2 separate regions of the Mus musculus genome follow, and region 2 is linked to region 1. Evidence: chromatin contacts called from public Hi-C data. All regions are on one chromosome and are shown on one strand. The core of a region is the stretch at or near the end of the contact, and the rest is flanking DNA. Distances in the headings are between cores, read along the strand shown. Region 1 has its middle 16 kb from the start of Gm36841. Region 2 has its middle 7.0 kb from the start of Gm42011.

What was found. A called contact is a pair of places that touch in the nucleus more often than the background predicts.
Region 2: a contact with region 1 is called in a Hi-C map of the N1E-115 cell line, with 7 times the contacts expected there. The contact joins two enhancer-like sites. A contact is called at or near these places in 5 of 484 Hi-C or Micro-C datasets (the N1E-115 cell line, cerebellar granule neurons, cerebellum and 1 more) and 1 of 115 datasets of contacts at active chromatin or transcription factors (embryonic stem cells).

Annotation. Positions count from the first base shown.
Region 1 is chr5:116,388,342-116,392,225 of GRCm38.p6, reverse strand. No RefSeq gene overlaps it. Among named protein-coding and RNA genes, the nearest start is that of Gm36841, 16 kb to the left of the region's middle. Within about 2 kb of position 1,820, at least 45 of the 459 cell types and tissues checked have an H3K27ac peak or open chromatin away from gene starts, as enhancers often do. A contact at or near this core is called in the N1E-115 cell line, where this site is marked.
Region 2 is chr5:117,066,924-117,070,952 of GRCm38.p6, reverse strand. No RefSeq gene overlaps it. Among named protein-coding and RNA genes, the nearest start is that of Gm42011, 7.0 kb to the left of the region's middle. Within about 2 kb of position 1,257, at least 30 of the 459 cell types and tissues checked have an H3K27ac peak or open chromatin away from gene starts, as enhancers often do. A contact at or near this core is called in the N1E-115 cell line, where this site is marked.

The DNA.
Region 1 (3,884 bases), core at 571-3,070:
GCTTTTAAAACAGTATTGTCGTAAAAGAAAATTCACCCTTCTACCATCTCTGCTGGTGCACGGCTCAGGGACATTGATCATATTCAAGTCACAGGCCATCACTAACATTGTTTCCTCTAATTGTATTTTATGCAAGAGCTCCGTGACTGTCCTCATCCAACCTGTCTCTGTCTCTGATAACTGATACACTGTCTCCCTGAGTGTACCCAACCTAATCAAAGGAGTTCAACTAAGTAGAACTATATGCATGTCATGTATGTATGTAAATGTATGTGTGTATGTATGTGTGTGAGTGTATGTGTGTATATATCTATGTGTATATGTGTATATGTATATGTCTGTGTATGCATGTGTGTGAGTATGTATGTGTCAGTGTATGTATGTATGTTTGTGAGTGTATGTATATGTGTATGTGTGTGTATGTGTGTGCATATATGTATGTGCATGTGTGTATGTGTGTGCATATATGTATGTGTGTGTTTGTATATGTATATGTTTGTGTATGTGTGCCTGTATGTATGTGTGTGTGAATGTGAGTGTATGGGTGTATATATGTATATTTGTGTATGTGTGTGCTTATATGTATGTATGTGTGTGTGTCTCGTGTATATGCACGTGTCAGTGTATGTGTGTATATGTGTCTGTGTATGTATATATGTGCATGTACATCTGTGTGTATGTGTGTGTATGCCTGTGTGAACATGTGTGTGTGCCCTTGTGTGTATGTCTGTATCTGTTCATGTTTCTTTATGTTTGTATATGTGTGTATGTGTCTGTGTGCATGTGTTTGTGTCTGTGTGTATCTGTATATGTGTGTGTTTGTGTGAGAGAGAGAGAGAGAGAGAGAGAGAGAGAGAAAGAGAGAGAGAATGTCTATGTGTGTACATGTGTGTTTGTGTGACATGAGACCCTGCCTGGCTTTTCTCATTCAGTACATTTTCAGTGGTTGTTTATACTGCATCTTGTCTGCCCCTCATCCCCTTTATGACTGCATGATACTCCACACTGCATGAACGTCCCATGCTTCATTCACACATTTATCTTCTGACACACACTTCATAGAGTGCTCCCTCCTGGTAAAACATTACTCAGATGATGACATAACTCTATTCAAATATTGCACATCTCAGTTCATTCAGAGAAAAAGCTGGAGTTCTTACCATGACCACTACAAAACCTTAAAGAGTTCTACTGCCATCTGCTATCCACCATCTACACTCTCTTAACCTCTGGACCTTCTGACCTCACCACTCCCGTTTCTCTATCTCTGTAACTAAGGGGCTATTAGGTGGAATGTCAAGGCCTCTTTCTTGTATTCATTCTCATTCTGTTATCCCCACTTTACAGATGGAGAAACTGAGGTTCCAGAGCAGGCAGTGGCTTATCCAAACATCCCCGAAGCATACAAATGCAGGAAGTCAGAGCCTCAGCCCAGCTGCCAGGCGTTTTCTGTGAAACTGCTCCCACCTGTGACAATCCAGAAGCTTAAAAGGAAACTTCTTCCCCAGAGATCAGCTCTAAGCCCAGGGGAGTCATAATAAAGATGAAGAAAAAAAGCTTCTTTTTTATTAAGAGCTTCCTCTGTGTGTCAAGCTTGCCTTACTGTGTGTCGAGTGCTTTCCAGATGTTTCCTCCCCAGGAAGGCAGGAAAGAGGATTGTCCCCTCATAGCTCATGGGGAGTAGAAGACACCAGGTTGCACAGTTCATCATGGACAGAGGTGGTATTTAAGGCTGGCTCCCACGGTACAAAGACACACCCTCCTAAAACCGTGGCCTCTCTAGTCCTACCCACACATGGGTTTGCCCAGTAACCTTCCTACACACAGCAGATCAAAGAGGGTGCTTACAGAGGCTGGAAAGGCAAATGTTGCACCAGCGCATACACCTGCCCTCTGCACGTGAGCAGCAGGAGACAGGGGAACCAGGCACAGGTAGGGGCAGGCTTTGGGAATCCTATGTGCCCTGTAAGGATAGCCCTGAGATGGACAGTGCCAGGGCCTTCCATCCCAAGAGCAGGCGATTCCGTCACTGGCAAACACATCACGGAAGCCCCACGCGAGTTGTGCCAGTTTCCGCTGGAGGAGATGAACTCAATTATCTGCCCGGTGACAAGCTTGGAAGTCTGCAGGCTGTGAGAGAGTAAGGAAACAATCCCCCAGCATGCACTGTGCCCAGGGCTGGCTCGGAGGGAGTAGAGAGAACCAGAAGACAGGGCTCACTGCCAGAACTGAATCTGTCTTCAACTTCCAGAGCTTGCTTTGATGCAAGAGCCTGGTAATCTCTGTGGCTTTTGAAATCACCGTAATCCTATCAAGCGGCATGTCCTGAGTGCGTACTGAGTGCACCAGGCTTTGCAGGGTGCACACACTAACTGGCTACGCATAAGTTAGTGTGGGAAAGTCTCCCTTCCATAGGAAAAATGCTGAGTTTGGGGTGATCCGTGCTTCACCCTAGTGTTAAATAATGGACATGAAGAGAGGTAGCCCAGCCTCAGGTCAGAGGTCATCTCCTGAGGATGCTCCCCACTTCGCACCAACACTAGAAGCAGGAACAGTCAGTCACTCCCTCCCAGACTCTCATCTCTGCATCTAGTTCCAGAAAAGGGCCAATGGAAGGAGAGTGACTGGAGGCAGAGTGTGGGGGGAGGCTGAAGAGAAGGGAATAGAAAATCCCAGCCCTTGGGGAGGTAAAGGGCACAGAGAACTTGGAACCGAGGTCCTTTTATTTAGAGGAGCCTTGTCACACTGCCCGCCAAGGTCTGCTGTGCAGTGCCAAAGATTAAAGATCATCTAGATGGAATTAAATCTACATTATGCAGGGTCTGTGGGGGTGAGGGAGGGGATGGCAGAACCCTTCCAGAGCCTGTGGGATGGGGTGTCGTGTGGAGGGACAGAATGACATGAGATGAGCATTTCTCTCCCCCAAACAACCAGTTGAAGAGGGGTCTAGGGTGAAGGTCTGAGCTCCATGAATCTCACCTCCAAGGTTTCCCTAAATGCTTCCCAGGAGTATCATCCAATGTATTCCAATCCCTTCCTAGTCATCTTGGATATTCCTGGTCTACAGGCATGTAGCCACAAAGTTCTCTCTCTCTCTCTCTCTCTCTCTCTCTCTCTCTCTCTCTCTCTCCCCTCATTAGGAATAGGAATTAACCTATGGATGGCTCAGCGGTTAAGAGCACTGACTGCTCTTCCAGAGGTTCTGAGTTCAAATCCTAGCAACTATGTGGTGGCTCACAACCATCTGTAATGGGATCTAGCACCCTCTTCTGGTGTATCTGAAGACAGCTACAACATATATATATATATGGATTTTATTATATATATAATAAAACCTTTAAAAAAACACACACACACACACACACACACACACAAGACATTTACAGTCACAAAAATTGTGGAAATGCCAAGTGTGGTGGTACATGCTTTTAATCCCATCACTTAGGAGGCAGAGGCAGGTGGATCTCTGTGAGTTCAAGGCCAGCCTGGTCCATGGAGGGAGTTTCAAGACAGTCAGGACTACACAGAGAAAAAGCACAACACAACAAAACACCCAAATTGTGGAAGGAGCATGGAAAATAGCCCAGGAGCACTCTTAGTAAACGCTTCGTGCGTTGCGTCTTCGTACCAGCTGGGTGGGGTGGTGTCTGTGTATCAAGTGCTGAATAAGTGGGCAGGTGGATCGCCCGTTCTCACTGACAGACTTGGGCCAATGGGAGACTTTGTCTCATTCAACAAAATGGGTGGTTCCCGGGGAACAACACACAAGGTTGACTTGGGGTCTCTATATGCGTGCGCACCACACGTGCATGCATACTGGCACCCTTACCTAGCATGCACCCACAGAAACGCACACACACACAGACACAGGTACACAGAAACAC
Region 2 (4,029 bases), core at 8-2,507, 680 kb before region 1:
CTGCACTCCAATCTGCTAGTCTCATTCCTCCCACAAACAATCCCTTCTTTGTTCTCCTGTCACACACACACACACACGTGCACAAATGTGCAAACACAAGCATGCACACACATGCACACACACCCCTACACAGATACACACAAACAGACATGCACACACATGCACACATGTGCACACACCACATGCAGGCACACCTGAGCAGGCATTCAATTTAGATTCTGCATGTGAAAGGAAACGTGATATTTATCTTCCCTAACACGATGACGTCCAGTTCCATCCAGTTCCATCCAGTTTCCTGTAAACGGTGCAGGTGCATTCTTCTTTACAGCCAAATCAAATTGGATAATGGACATGGTCCATGTTTTCTTTATGCTTTCTAGATGAGATTAACTTAGCGCATTTTCTGTAACCCAAACACCTGAACTATTATCCTCCTCATGCGTAGTCAATGTAAAAATTATCAATGTAAAAAAGGTCTATTACTTTCATTTTCTCAAAGCAGCTGATGTATTTTAATTTCCTGTCTCCATCTTGTAATAGGTGTGTGTGTGTGTGTGTGTGTGTGTGTGTGTTCACTGACCAATTCCCATTGAGAATTGGTTGAGAGTCAGTCTTGGAAACCAGCCCTTCTAGGTAATTTTGGCTCACCATGCAGTTTGAGGACACCTACAGATGATGAATCACACAAACTTGCGTCTTTGTTAGGCTTTCTGGTGCTATGGTAAAACACCATGACCAGAAGCAACCTGGAGAGGAGACGGTTCATTTGGCTTACACACCCAGGGTCACAGCCCACTGTGGGAAGCCAAGATGAGGAGCTGAAACAGAGGCACAGGGCTTGCTCAGCCGGCTTTCTTATACACCCCTCGGACCACCTGGCCAGGGGTAGCACCGCCCATAACGGTCTGACCCCTCCCCCATCAATCATTAATTAAGAAAATGCTCACCCTCAGGCTCGCCTACATGCCAATCTGATGGAGGCGTTTTCTCAATTGAGGATAACTTTAGCTTGTGTCAAGTTGATGAAAAAAACTAAGCAAGACAACTGGAAACCAGGTGACCCTCTGGGATACACAGCACCGGCTGTTTCCACCGTTTCCTGAAAGAATCCTCTGTTGGCTGTACGGTTTGTGTCATTGGAGACCTTTTAACTTTAGGTTTTGGTCTCAGAAGAATGGACTTCAGTGCTGGGCGCGCTGAGCAGTGATGAACTCTAGGGGGCGCCACCCACCTAGGCTTTCTACAGAGACCCAGCGTGCGTGGCAACACCTATCACAGTGCAGTAGGCAACCTGCCCAACGCCCCTAAGGGCTGTCACTGTCTTACCTCCGACTGCATTCATCACTTTGGGAAAAGAAGAAGGGATTGTCAGAGAAGACATACTCACTTGGGCTGAGCTGCAATATTGTCTTTTAAGGGTCACTAAACATTTTAAGCACCTGACAAGTGTTCCTTGCAAACCCGCGGTCCCGAGAAATCAGCGACGGGCAACCCCTCCCCCGCCACCCCCCCCCCCCCCAGCCCTGTAGTCACTCCGAAGTCAGCTGCACATCCGCTACTAATTTTAGCTGGCAATCTGCAAAGATCATCAGTGATGATTTGTACCAGACTTACAGACGTGGCTGAGTGGCTGTTGTGGAGACTGGAAGCGGAGGCACATTTCCTCAGCGAGGGATCTAGCCTCACTTCCCCCTCCCAAAGCTTTCTCCTCCGTGTAGTCACCTCTCCTGGGTGTCTGGCTATCAGCATCTCTGAGTGTTTGATTTCATGCCTCTTTCATTTTTGTTAGGTTTTCCCCAAGTGAGGGGTAAGCCACACACACACACACACACACACACACACACACACACACACACACACACACACCAGTTCACAGGAGGGAAGTCATCAAATTAATTACAGCATGGGAGAGCCACTGCCAGTCAAGCAACCTAGCTATTTGCTTTTGCAGATGACAAGCTGAAGCCCGGAGGTCACTGAACTCATTCAAGGTCGCACGCATGGGGTTAGCAGCTGCGCATGGGGTTAGCAGCTGAGATCCAGCATCCTCTGTGGTGGCAGCTGTGTCTTAGGACCGATCTGAGACACTGAGCCTGGCATGAGATTAACTTTCATACCCGTTTGCAGATGAATGGATCGGGTGCATTTTTCTTAAAAAAAAAAGTTTTAATTAGCACAAATTAACTGTAAATAATAGCGGGGTTCCTGGTAATAGTTCATCTGTCACGTATTTATAGCGTATTACTATCTTTTTTTTCTCTTCCCGTGCCTGATGATCCCCCTCCTCTTCCTTACTGGCCCCTTTTAATTTTCATGGGTTTGTGAGTGCTATGTATGTGTGTGTGCATCCATGGGTGAACATGTGAAGGTTGGATGGAGGTTAACATCGGGCGACCTCTCCATGACTTTCCATCGCATTTTGAGATAGGGTCTCTTGCTGTTTCTGCTGGACTGGCTGCCCAGTGAGCCCCATCCCCCTCCGCTCCCCTCCCTCAGGATGTTTCTGGGAGAGACTGAGATTCAACTTATAAATATGGTCCCGTACCACACAGTGGCCATTTGACTGCAGTACCGGCAGAGGCCAGAAGAGGGCGATAGATCTTCTGGAGCTGGAGTTGCAAGCGGTTGTGAGCCTCCCGATTGGGTACTAGGAACAGAACTCTAATCCTCTGGAAGACCGTTAAGCGTCTTTAACCCCATTTTAAAAGTAGGTTATTAATTTTTATTTTATGTGCATGAGTATTTACCCCACGTCTGTGTCTGTGCACCACGTGCATGCCTGGTCAGAAGAGGGCATCGGATCCCCTGGGACTGGAGAACCCAGGCCATCTGGAAGGGCAGCTAGGGAATCTTAGCTGCTCGCCCGTCTCCCCAGTCCCGGAAGTGTGTTAATTTTTAAAACCTCTTTTCATCTGGGATTTTTTTTAATTGGCAAATTTCTTCTATATTCTAGAATCTTTGACATTATAGGACCTTGTCTGGTGAGTAAGTAGTTCATCACTGACTTAAACTAGAGTAAAGGTTTTGAAACTGGGCCCTGTCTGGGGGCCACACTTCTTGGCTGTGGAGGGCCTCTGTGTGCAGGCAGGGAGTTAGTGCCCCTCTATCCACAAGATGTCACCAGTACCTTGTCCAAGTCATGAAGATTATGATATCTTTAGACTGCGTGTGCTAGGTTGAGTTTATATGCCCTTGGCTCTCTTTCTCATTGCTGATTTTGTTAGTTTTATTTTGAGACAAGACCTCTCTGTGTAGTCCTGGCTGTCCTGGAGCTTGTTATGTAGACCAGACTGTCCTATAACTCACAGAGATCCTCCTGCCTCTGCCTCCCGAGTACTAGGGCTAAAGGTCTGTACCACCAACATGCCTGATTGCTGATTTTATTAAAATAAGTTTATTATAGTGTAATGGTTGATCTTGTATGTCAACTTGACTGAGCTGTAGGGTACCCAGATATGTGGATATCTATGAGGGAGCTTCTGGGAGAGACTGAGATGTAAGTCAAACTGAGTTATAATATAATCCTGGACCACACAGTGGCCACCGTACTGTCAGCTCAAGGTGGGAGAGGAGGCAGAAGGGGGAGGGGCAAATTCACTTGGCTAGACTGAGCTGGGACATGTTAGGCTGTGGTCATGCCCCTGTAGCAGGAAGAAATGGTGAGCTCCCAACTGCAGGCTCTAAGCCTCTAATAGACTCCTCCCATCAGGAGGGGCCATCCTCATTTCCTGCAGGAAGTTTATAAGCTTCGGTTGTGAGACCCTGGGACTTCAGAGGTCTATGAGTGGCAGCACATCCCCCACCAGAAATGGGAACACCTCAAATAGATATCCCCCTCCTCCTGGACACCTTCAGAGTTACACACTCGTTACCCAGAATTCCATCCCCTCCCCTGCTCCTCTAGCTCCATGCCTGCCTGGATGCTGCCATGCTTCCTGCCTTGATGGTAATAGACTGAACCTCTGAACCTGTAAGCCAGCCCCGATTAAATGTTGTGCTTGGGCTGGAGAGATGGCTCAGAGGTTAAGA